Regions from separate parts of the Mus musculus genome. Here all the other regions are linked to region 2. Evidence: chromatin contacts called from public Hi-C and promoter capture Hi-C data. All regions are on one chromosome and are shown on one strand. Each heading gives the region's core, a stretch centred on a gene start, on an enhancer-like site or on the middle of the called end of the contact. The rest is flanking DNA. Distances are from core to core; before and after follow the strand shown.

Region 1 (3,444 bases), core at 314-2,813, 210 kb after region 2:
AAGGAGGAGGAAGGAGAGAGGGAGGAAGAAGGGGAGAGAGAGAGAGAGAGAGAGGGAGAGAGAGAGAGAGAGAGAGAGAGAGAGGGAGAGAGAGAGAGAGATTGATTCAGTAAAGTTATAATTCATTAGGTTACCTCCAGCAACCTACTTCTTTCTTGCAAGCTTTAGCCCTAAGTGTCCTGCCACCTCCCCAAATAATATCAGTTAGGTATAGTGTTGAAACATGAACTTCTGAGACAGATTTTTGCATTCGAAATAGAACATGTTCTGAGCGGATCAATGTTACCCCTGTACTGGTGGGCTAATTAAGAACTTTCTATTTCCCTCTTAGCTTTTTATTTCCTTTTAGCAAGAGGGAAGGTCAGAGAACTTCCTGTGCTGTGAAAACAACAAGGAGGATGAGTGGAACCATTTGTCCTTAGACACAGTGGTCAGAGACAATCTGAGTTAGGGTCTCTATTTCTGTGATAAAACTTCTACAGGCAACTTGGGGAGGAAAGGATATATTTTGCTTGCAATTTATAGTTTATCATCCAAGGAAGTCGGGGCAGGAACACAAGGCAGGAAGCTGGAGGCAATGCAGAGGCCATGGAGGGATGCTGCTTACTCATCATGGCTTGCTCAGCCTGGTTTCTTATAGAACCCAGGATCACCAGTCCAGGGATGAAATTTCCCACGGTGACTTAGGCCCTCCAACATCCAATCGCTGATTAAGAAAACACTCTAAAGGCTTGCCTTCAGTGTGATTTTATGGATATATTCTCTCAATTGAAGTTCCCTCATCTCAAATGACTACAGCATGTGTCATGTTGACACAAAAGCTAGCCAGTCCAGAAACCCAGGAGCTCCATCTGCTCTGCCAGGTTTCGCCTCTGTCCACCTGACTTCTGAGCCTCACTACTCTCTTGCCTCTCCTTTTTTCTCCTCCCTTTTCTCCCATCTATGGCTATCATGGGCCAGAGAGTGAAATGGGGGCTCTGGAGAAATTATATCTGCAGACCTTAAAAAAACCTGGATCAGGGAATGAACAGGCAGAGACAAACAAAAGATCATGGGACACTACTCTTGTCAAGCCAAATGTAATCACGTTTACCCAGGACATAAAGAACATACAGAGAGGCCTCCATAATTTAAGATTAGACATGTAAATACACCCCAGACATGTAAGAATAGATTAGGTAGCACATCTAGACTCAGACACAGAAATACACATCCGTACATTCATCTCAGAAATGACCTTTCAGGTATTAAAAGCGTACAGCACACCCGCAGTCTCTTGTCCCAGTAAGTGAACAGACAAAACTGAGCTGACAAGGGCACACCCACCTCCATAAAACAAGAAGCATCACTCCCAGTGCCCTTTTGTCCTATGTATCTGTTTCATGGTGTCCTTGCCAACATCTACAGTGAGGGTAAGGGAATGAGGAGTGAGCAGCCAAAGCAGGGAGTTGCTATGGCTCCTCACGCTCTGGACAATGAGAGACAGGAGGCGGGAACAGCTGAAGTTGCATAACTGAGTGGAGAGGCGGGGCCAGCATAAAAGATCCTGCTGGAGCGTGGAGTGAAGTCAACATTGGTTAGACCAGGACCATGGAGCCCAGTGTCCTGCTCCTCCTTGCTCTCCTTGTGGGCTTCTTGTTACTCTTAGCCAGGGGACACCCAAAGTCCCGTGGCAACTTCCCACCAGGACCCCGTCCCCTGCCCCTCTTGGGGAACCTCTTGCAGATGGACAGAGGAGGCCTCCTCAAGTCTTTTATTCAGGTGAGAACAATATGAGGTCTTAGTGTGGGTTTCCCCCTGCTTTTGTTTTCGGAGGTCACTCATCAGGAAGAGCAAGAGACTCCTTCCACGGTGTAGGTTCAGGTGGGAAGGTTGCTGAGGGGAGGGTGAGATGCTGATTTGTGGTGGATGGTACTCAGATAGACAGGCAAATCTTGCTACGTTGGAGTTGTGTGGGGGCACTTGTGCTTGGGCTTCGAGAGGCGTAGAGGCGTTGAGGTGTGAGCGTGCAGAATTTCACTCCTTGGAGCTTGTCTGTTCCAGAAGAGAAAGAAAAATATCAGAGGCATCAACATGAAGGCTTGCTTCTGCCAGCAAGAGATTAGCCTGAGGTGTTCTAGGACAAAGGGGAAGAGAGGCAGAACAGGAGGAGGGGTGGGTAGGAGTGTTATCAGTTTATTCCAGCCCCTGGCTTGGCACTGACCTATCAGTGTCTATATTGGTGCTTCACACACAGTGTTTCATGTTTAATTACCACTTGCTTACAGCATCTGTAATCAGCATCCGTGATCCTGCCTTTCATGAGAGAGCTGAGGTAGTGACTATAAGTCCCATCCCTCTGTTCTTCGCCGTAGCTGTGGAGATCACACTTTTGAACCTTGTATTTGTTACCACCTGGCTTTTAAAAGATCCCTCCCCTTCCCAGCACTAGTGGCAAATCCAGTTATATTAACTTATTTTTTGAGATGGGGTCTGTCCCTGTTTTTATTTTTTTTTTATTTTTTATTTTTTTGGTTTTTCAAGACAGGGTTTCTCTGTATAGCCCTGGCTATCCTGGAACTCACTCTGTAGACCAGGCTGGCCTCGAACTCAGAAATCCACCTGCCTCTGCCTCCCGAGTGCTGGGATTAAAGGCATGGGCCACCACGCCCGGCTCCTGTTTTTATTTTTTAGGTTGGTTCCCAACTCATGATTCTCCTACCTTAGCCTCTGGAATGATAAGTGTGTCGCCACACACTGCCACACATGTTTTAAACACATGCCTCCCATGTGTGAGGAAAGGTCAAGCCAACATCCTACCTGATTTATTTTAAGAAATCCATTGACAATTCAATGTACACATATGCTGGACCTTTGTCATCTGTGACCCCTCCTTTCCCTCTTTCTCTCACAGAAACCCTTCTTTTGGCCAACATGCCTCTTCCTACCTTGATGCCCCTTTTATGTTTTTACCCACTGAGTTTAGTTAGGGTCGTTCAGGGTGGGTTGATGTGTGGTTTATTTCTTGGAGATAACTTAGTATGAAGCAAAAGGATGGATGCCTTCTGGGCTCTAGGTTCAGGTGGGAGGGTTGGTGAGTAAAAGATGAGATGCTGACAACTTCATGACCATGGGCGGGAACTATTTACTGAAACATGAAGTTAGGAGTAACCATACCATGAAAGTAATTGACTCCCTTCCACAGCCAGCGCCACCACTGCCCACAGACCCACAGGGAGCGGTGGTAGCATCCAAAATGGTGCATCTTTCCCCTGTAGTGAAGGTGATATTTTTCCCTAATTAATTAATTAATTAACTAATTAACTTAGTCGGGGGACACCCAAAGTCCCATGCCAACTTCCCAGTAATTAATCAATCAATCAACAAATTAACAAATTTGTTAATTAATTAGTTAATTTGGGTGTCGTTCACCCCTCCCTTTCTTCTTTGAGAGGTTGGAGGCTC
Region 2 (3,648 bases), core at 111-2,610:
GCGGAAGGGGTCTAAGCTGAGGTGCTGACCTGGGGGCCTGGGAGAGTGAAGAGACCACAAAGGGAGGTCAGACGAGGCCAGACTTGACTTGAGAGGTTGGACTTTGTTCTGTGGCCCAGGGGAGTCATGGGAGGGTTTTGAGCAAGAGGGTAATGTGGATTGCTCTAGATTCCTGTGACTACTATGTGGAGTGAGTGGGAGATGAGAACCCAGAGAGGAAATTCAGGCAATAATCCAAGGTAAAAGTACTGTGCGAGGTCTCCAGTGGTTTCAATGCTGGGAACCCGGGAGCAGGGTTCTGCCCCTTTGTCCTTTTCTCTAACGCCTCTCCTCCCGCAGGTTGGCCTCGACTCCATCTCCAGGTGTGGTCCCAGGACAGCTTTGGCCGCTGCCAGCTTGCTGGCTATGGCTTTTGCCATGTGCCTAGCAGCCCAGGCACTCATCAGCTGGACTGCCCTACATGGAGGCCCCTGGGCAGTTGGAGGGAGCAGCTAGCACGGGCTTTCGTGGGTGGTGGGCCACAGCTGCTGCACGCAGATACCATCTACAGCGGGGCTGACCGCTACCGCCTGCACACGGCCGCGGGTGGCACAGTGCACCTTGGTATCGGCCTGCTGCTGCGCCACTTCGATCGCTATGGAGTGGAGTGTTGAGGGACTTCATTGCTACTAATCGCCATCATCCACTGAGCACATAATGGCACAGCAGTGAAGCAGGCACGTGGACTCTGGAGACTGTCAGTCCTGATCACCCCCAAGTCATGGCCCCTATGCCATGGACTGCAAGGCCAGGAACTCCCCTGTGGCCCATGCTCCACTGAACTACGGGGTAGAAAGGGCTGTGGGTTGGAGGGACATGAGCAGGGCCCACTGTTTGGACTGTCGGGGGCACTTAATAAAAGCGTGTATTTCTCATGGGTAAGGTGCCTCCTTGTATCCGCTAAAGCTCTCAGACGTCGGTCTCCTTATTTCACTCTCCTTGACACTCTCATCCGCAAAGTCTGCCCCTGCCTTTCGCTCTCCACCGCCTAGGTCCCCACTTCTAATACAGGACTCTGTTTTCTCACGAAGTCCCAATTTTTCCTTTGACCCTTCAACAACTCCCAAATCCACCGGGGCGCTTTGGTTGGTCACCGGCTTTAGTAGTGCTCCGCCGCCAGGAGGCAGCACCCTGGAGGTGGGGCGAGGCCGGGGTGCCCGCCCCCTCCCCGCAGGGCTGAAGGGACCCCCCTTGGAGCCCGCCCACGCTAAGATGAAGACAGTGCCCCCCCATGCCCTCCCCCTGGGGCTGCCCCCGCCCCGCGCGCGCTTCCTGGGTGGGGCCGGGGCGGCTTCAAAACCCCCGCCGCCCCAGCCGGTCCCGCCGCCGCCGCCGCCCTTCGCGCCCCAGGCCGTCCCCCTCCTCCTCCCGCCGCGGATCCTCCAGACAGCCAGGCCCCCGGCCGGGGCAGGGGGGACGCCCCTTCGGGGCACCCCCGGCTCTGAGCCGCACTCGGAGTCGGCCTCCGCTGGGAGCCGGCAAAGGAGCAGCCGAGGAGCCGTCCGAGGCCCCAGAGTCTGAGACCAGCCGCCGCCGCAGGGAGGAGGGGGAGGAGGAGTGGGAGGAGGGACGAGCTGGTTGAGAGAAGAGGAAAAAAGTTTTGAGACTTTTCCGCTGCTACTGCAAGTCAGAGACGTGGGGACTTCTTGGCACTGCGCTGTCTCGCAAGGAGGCAGGACCTGAGGACTCCAGACAGCCCTGCTCACCGTCGTGGACACTCGATCGCTACCCGGCGTTCCTCAGACGCCCCTATTCCGGACCAGCCCTCGGGAGCCACAAACCCCGCCTCCCGCGAAGACTTCACCCCAAAGCTGGGGCGCACCCCTTGCACGCCGCCCTCCCCCCAGCCTGCCTCTTGAGTCCCTCGCATCCCAGGACCCTCTCTCCCCCGAGAGGCAGATCTCCCTCGGACCTGCTGGCAGTAGCTCCCCTATTTAAGAACACCCACTTTTGGATCTCAGAGAGCGCTCATCTCGATTTTTACCCTGGTGGTATACTGAGACACCTTGGTGTCAGAGCCTCACCGCGACTCCTGCTGCTTTCTCCCTCAACCTCAAATTATTCAGGACTATCACCTACCTTTCCTTGGGAGACCCCACCCCACAAGCCCTGCAGGGGCGGGGCCTCCGCATCCCACCTTTGCCGAGGGTTCCCGCTCTCCGAAGTGCCGTGGGGCGCCGCCTCCCCCATGCCGCCCTCGGGGCTGCGGCTACTGCCGCTTCTGCTCCCACTCCCGTGGCTTCTAGTGCTGACGCCCGGGAGGCCAGCCGCGGGACTCTCCACCTGCAAGACCATCGACATGGAGCTGGTGAAACGGAAGCGCATCGAAGCCATCCGTGGCCAGATCCTGTCCAAACTAAGGCTCGCCAGTCCCCCAAGCCAGGGGGAGGTACCGCCCGGCCCGCTGCCCGAGGCGGTGCTCGCTTTGTACAACAGCACCCGCGACCGGGTGGCAGGCGAGAGCGCCGACCCAGAGCCGGAGCCCGAAGCGGACTACTATGCTAAAGAGGTCACCCGCGTGCTAATGGTGGACCGCAACAACGGTGAGCTCCGAGGGGCCGGGGAGCCAGGAGGGAGCCCCCAGGGGGCGCCGGAGTGCAGGGGTCACCGGGAGGAAATTACCCTCAGAGGAAACTGGCTGGAGGAAGGGGAGCCCTGGGGGCACCGGGACAACTGTGTGGGTGTCCCAAAGAGGCTGGCACTTTCCCGTACCCCAGGTGTCTTTGAGAGGAATAGACAGCCTGCCAAAGTGATCCTCTCCTAGAAAAGCAAGGTCGTGGGGAGAGTCCCCTCTAGAAGAGGAGCATTTGGCAGGTTTTGTTTTAAGTTCCCCTAATGGTGCCTAAAAATGCAGGGCTCGCTGGGTGGTCTCTTTCCAGAAAGGTAGAACCCAGCTCAAGAGAATGGAAGGTGTCCAACATTTCGGAATGGAGATGCAATGTGGAAAGCCGACCCCAGACCGGGTCGTGAGATGGAGAGAAAACCTAGGGGATGGGTACCCTAGAACTGCCAAATAAAATCTCTAGTGGGCTTACTCTCAGAAAGCGACAGGCGCACGCTAGAGAGTGTGATCTGTGGAGTCACTACGGGGTTACAAGTGAAAAAGGAAAGCGACGTTGTTGGGAGAAGGACTCTAGAGAGGAGCAGAGAGGGTGCGGAAAATGAGCCCGGAGGTGTCACGAGTGTTTTGCTTGGGGGCGTAAAAGAGCGCGCGAGCCGGCAGGCGGAGCCCAGTGAAGGAAGCGAGCGAGTCCTCAAGAAATCTAGAATACTGGGTCATTGGGAAGGAGTCATAAAAAGGGGAGACTGGCTTAGGAAGGTGGCCCCCCGCGGCAGCCAGGCAGACGGAGCAGGGATACCATGCCATCCAGGAGTGAGTGGCGAGCGCCCCTCTCCTGGGCGTGGAAGGGAGTGGCTGAGCCTCTGGAGTCGAGCCCTAGAGGAGCAGCTAGAAGTAGGGGAGAGGCAGTCTTCAAAACTCAAATGAAAAAACCGAATCGGTAAGGATGAGGAAGCCCCCACGTGGGTGCCACGCGCGTGGGGAGGAGCTTGCGCTTCTTGGGGGGGTAAGAGGACCCCACGGAACTGAACGCTGACAGGCTGTAACCC
Region 3 (3,488 bases), core at 512-3,011, 160 kb after region 2:
TTTTCTATATAAACTGGGAGTCTTTTCTATATAAACTGGGTAAACTGTACACCAGGTTCCCTAATCTGCAGGTTTAGTCCTTTTTGCAAGTTGCACTATGTAGTCTAGGGAGTGACCATCCTCTTGCTTTAGCTCCCCCGTGCTGATACAATAGAACCACCACATCCAGAAAGACTTTGGTTCTCTAAGATATCTACATCATATGGGGTGGCATTTGTCTTCTCTGTGTTATCTGCATCTATTTTTTTTTTCTTTTTTTAAAGGACGGATCTCCTTGTTATTCTGGCTGGCCTTTAACTTACACCAGACTGGCTCCCATTTGTGGCAATCCTCCTGTCTCTGTTTACTGAGTGCTGAGATTAAAAGCCATGTGGTGTCATGCTTGACCTAAATTTTCTTTTTCTTGAGGTGAGGTTTTGAAACTGCAAAAATTCCAAATGTTGGAATCACATGCATACTTCACCATGCCAGTAAGATCTATATCTATTTCACATCCCTATCATGTGTATTTTACACACACACACACACACACACACACACACACACACACACACACACACACAGAGGCACACTCGCACCCACTCACCCACTCACCCACTCAGACACACACACCTAGGCACACTCACACACACAGACACACTCTCACACATACTCACATACACACACCTACAAGCACAGACACACACACTCCAAGGATAACCGTGACCTCCTGGTCCTCTTGCCTTCACTTCCCAAGTGTTGCCGTTACAGGTGTGTGCCACCACGCTCAGTTAATGCTCAGTTGTGCGGAGCTGGGAATTAAACTCAGTTAGTGGATGCTAGGTGAGCACTTGGCCCATTCTGCCAGCCTGCTATCTGTCTATCTGAATAATCGATATGCCATTTATGTCTTTACAATCTCTTATCTCTCATATATACCTAGATTATTCGTATGTTACAGATATCATCTATATAATTTGCTTGTATTTGTAACTATCTATATCTATGCTCATTTTACATTTATATATAGTATTCAGAATAACATTATGTTATTGCTATATATTTACTGAGGACTTTTATTTTTTTTTAAAGGTAGATTCAAAAGCTGGGTGGTGGTGGTGGTGGCACATGCCTTTAATACCAGGGCTAGGGAGGCAGAGGCAGGCAGATCTCTATGAGTTTGAGGCCACCCTAATCTACCTAGCAAGTTTCAGGACAGCCAAGGCTCTACAGAGAGACCCTGTCTTGAAAAGCAAAAACAACAACAACAACAAAAAAAACCAAAACAAAACAGAAAAAGAAAACAACCCCCACAAACCACAAAAAATAAAAAACAAAATGAACAAAAAACCCCAAACCAAACCAACCAAACACACAAACGAAAAAAAAAAAAACTAGATTAATTTAGGCTCTTGTCTGTAAAGCAGCAAGTTGAATATTTTCATCCATTTACATTCCTAAACATCATCCCAACTACACAGGTACCCAAGTAGGGGCTAGACCAATCCTTGATACTGCCCAGAGAGACTGAATACTTTCTGACTTCAGGCTAGATTCCAGTAACCCCAGACCTTCCCTGTCCTTTTACATATAGCGTTCCACAGATATAACGGTGCTCAGACAGAACCACGTTTTTTGAAAATCCATGACACCCACAGACAAGACTAAATATTCCTCAGGTCTCTCTCTTCCAGTGAGAAACCTTCTCTGTATACTCCTTTTTAAGTCTAGTTCCCTGTAACCCCGCCAAAGATAAGAGCCTCCACACCACCAGGTGGCGCTGTTAGTTCGTAGATGACTGGGAGAGAGTAAAATTCGCGTCTGTGAGAGGACGACTAAGGGGAGAGAACTACACCTCTCACTCAATTCTCAAAAGTCCCGAGGAGGGGTGGAGAGGTGGTTCGGGTGTTAAGAATGCATACTGCTTTTGCAGAGGACTGAGTTTAGTGCCGAGCACCCACACAAGGGTACTCACAACTGCCTGTAACAACCCCTCCAGGCTCCATGCCTTCCTGGCTCTATGGGCACCCACACTCATTTGCACAGTTCCCCGTGCATACAAATAATTAAAAAGAAAACAGATCTTTTAAAAGAAGTCCCGAGGAGAATGTGCTTTAGATTCTCCCTTTCAAGATAGACGGAGGCTCAGGCAGTCGATGCAGCTGCTTAAATCAATGCGAAGCTCCGATACAGTACAGTGTGGTGAAACTGGCTGATTGATTCAAGAAACTGACCAGGCGCTGGTGGCACATGCCTTTAATCCGAGTACTCGGGAGACAGGGGTAGGTGGATTTCTGTGAGTTCGAGGCTAGCCTGGTCTACGGAGTGAGTTCCAGGATAGCCAGGTCCACACAGAAAAGCCAAAATGTCAAGAAAAGCCAAAAATGAAATTTTAAAAAAAAGGGGAGGGGGGAAGGGGAAAAAAAAAGAATTGACTCTGAACAGCAGAGTAGGAAAGGGCACTTTTTTTTTTTTTAATGTTTGATATCGACTTTTATTAAATTTTAAAAAACTTTAGGATACACAGTGAAAATCTGTCCTACATGATCAGTATGGTTTGGGTATAATGTTTCCTCCCCATAATCATGTATGGACAGCTTTGTGTCGATGCAATGCTCAGAACTGAGTTTTGGGAAAGGGATGGGATCATGAAGGTTGTGACCTACTTAGTAGATTAATCCATTGATGGTCTCAGTTCTAATGTCATTATTAGGACGTGATGGTAGGCAACAGGTGGGACCTATTGGAGACTTAGGTCAGGGTGTGTTTTGAAAGCTGTGTCTTTTTGGTGTCCTCTTCTTTCTCTGTTTTCTGACCATCATGAGATGAGTAGCTTTGCCCTGCCATGCCTGCTCTCCATTTATGCCCCGATTCATGGCAACCTAAAGGCTGAAACTGAACTGAAATAAAAAGTTCTTCCTTTAAACAGCTTACCTAAGGGAGAAGACGTGACTAATATAGTAGCATTTCTAAGGTCCATGGGCAGTCTCCATATTGATAATTCCTCCCAGTCTCCTGAGATTAAATTCAAAATTTACAATTTTGTGGCACGTTTTTATTATGTAAGCTTCTTGCTAATTTATCCTAAGCAGACATCAGTGGGAATGCTGAAAGCCAGTTTTGAAGCTCTTGAAGCCTCAGGATATTTTAGCAAATGCAGTTACTGTTTCATAGCTTCTGCCCTGAATAGTCAAGCATCAGGCTCTGTATTTCATTTTATTTTATTATTAAACAATAGGCACAGGCAATGATGGAATTTATAGAAGACTGGAGTCTGAAATGTATGGGTATTCCTTCTTGCTGTACAACTTCTTTTTTAAAAAAATTTTTTTAGGTATTTTCTTCGTTTACATTTCCAGTGCTATCCCAAAAGTCCCTCATACCCTCCCCCACACTCCCCTACCCACCCACTCCCACTTCTTGGCCCTGGCGTTCCCCTGTACTGAGGCATATAAAGTTTGTGCAAACAATGGGCCTCTCTTTCCACTGATGGCCGACTAGGCCATCTT

The links. Promoter capture Hi-C pulls out the DNA fragments that hold promoters and counts their contacts. A called contact is a pair of places that touch in the nucleus more often than the background predicts.
Region 1: a Hi-C map of embryonic stem cells shows a contact between it and region 2, with 5 times the contacts expected there. The contact joins the promoter of Cyp2b10 here to the promoter of Tgfb1 in region 2. A contact is called at or near these places in 1 of 39 promoter capture datasets (stem cell-derived epiblast-like cells), 1 of 15 datasets of contacts at CTCF or cohesin (embryonic stem cells), 4 of 484 Hi-C or Micro-C datasets (all in embryonic stem cells), 3 of 115 datasets of contacts at active chromatin or transcription factors (embryonic stem cells and pancreatic cancer cells) and 1 of 9 other capture datasets (pancreatic islet).
Region 3: a contact with region 2 is called in a promoter capture Hi-C map of embryonic stem cells, with 4 times the contacts expected there. The contact joins the enhancer-like site here to the promoter of Tgfb1 in region 2. A contact is called at or near these places in 6 of 39 promoter capture datasets (cranial neural crest, embryonic stem cells, liver and 1 more), 2 of 484 Hi-C or Micro-C datasets (embryonic stem cells and nephron progenitors), 4 of 115 datasets of contacts at active chromatin or transcription factors (embryonic stem cells, memory CD8 T cells and pancreatic cancer cells) and 2 of 9 other capture datasets (adipose tissue and liver).

The regions. Positions count from the first base shown.
Region 1 is chr7:25,896,095-25,899,538 of GRCm38.p6, forward strand. Cyp2b10 (cytochrome P450, family 2, subfamily b, polypeptide 10) reads left to right here and starts at 1,564. Exons shown (of 9, transcript NM_009999.4): 1 at 1,564-1,761. The coding sequence starts at 1,591.
Region 2 is chr7:25,685,642-25,689,289 of GRCm38.p6, forward strand. Tgfb1 (transforming growth factor, beta 1) reads left to right here and starts at 1,361. Exons shown (of 7, transcript NM_011577.2): 1 at 1,361-2,582. The coding sequence starts at 2,228. It overlaps B9d2 (B9 protein domain 2), which reads left to right. Exons shown (of 4, transcript NM_001362154.1): 4 at 340-921. The coding sequence ends at 653.
Region 3 is chr7:25,846,415-25,849,902 of GRCm38.p6, forward strand. No RefSeq gene overlaps it. Among named protein-coding and RNA genes, the nearest start is that of Gm46015, 10 kb to the left of the region's middle. Within about 2 kb of position 1,762, at least 85 of the 459 cell types and tissues checked have an H3K27ac peak or open chromatin away from gene starts, as enhancers often do. A contact at or near this core is called in adipose tissue, embryonic stem cells, liver and 3 more, where this site is marked.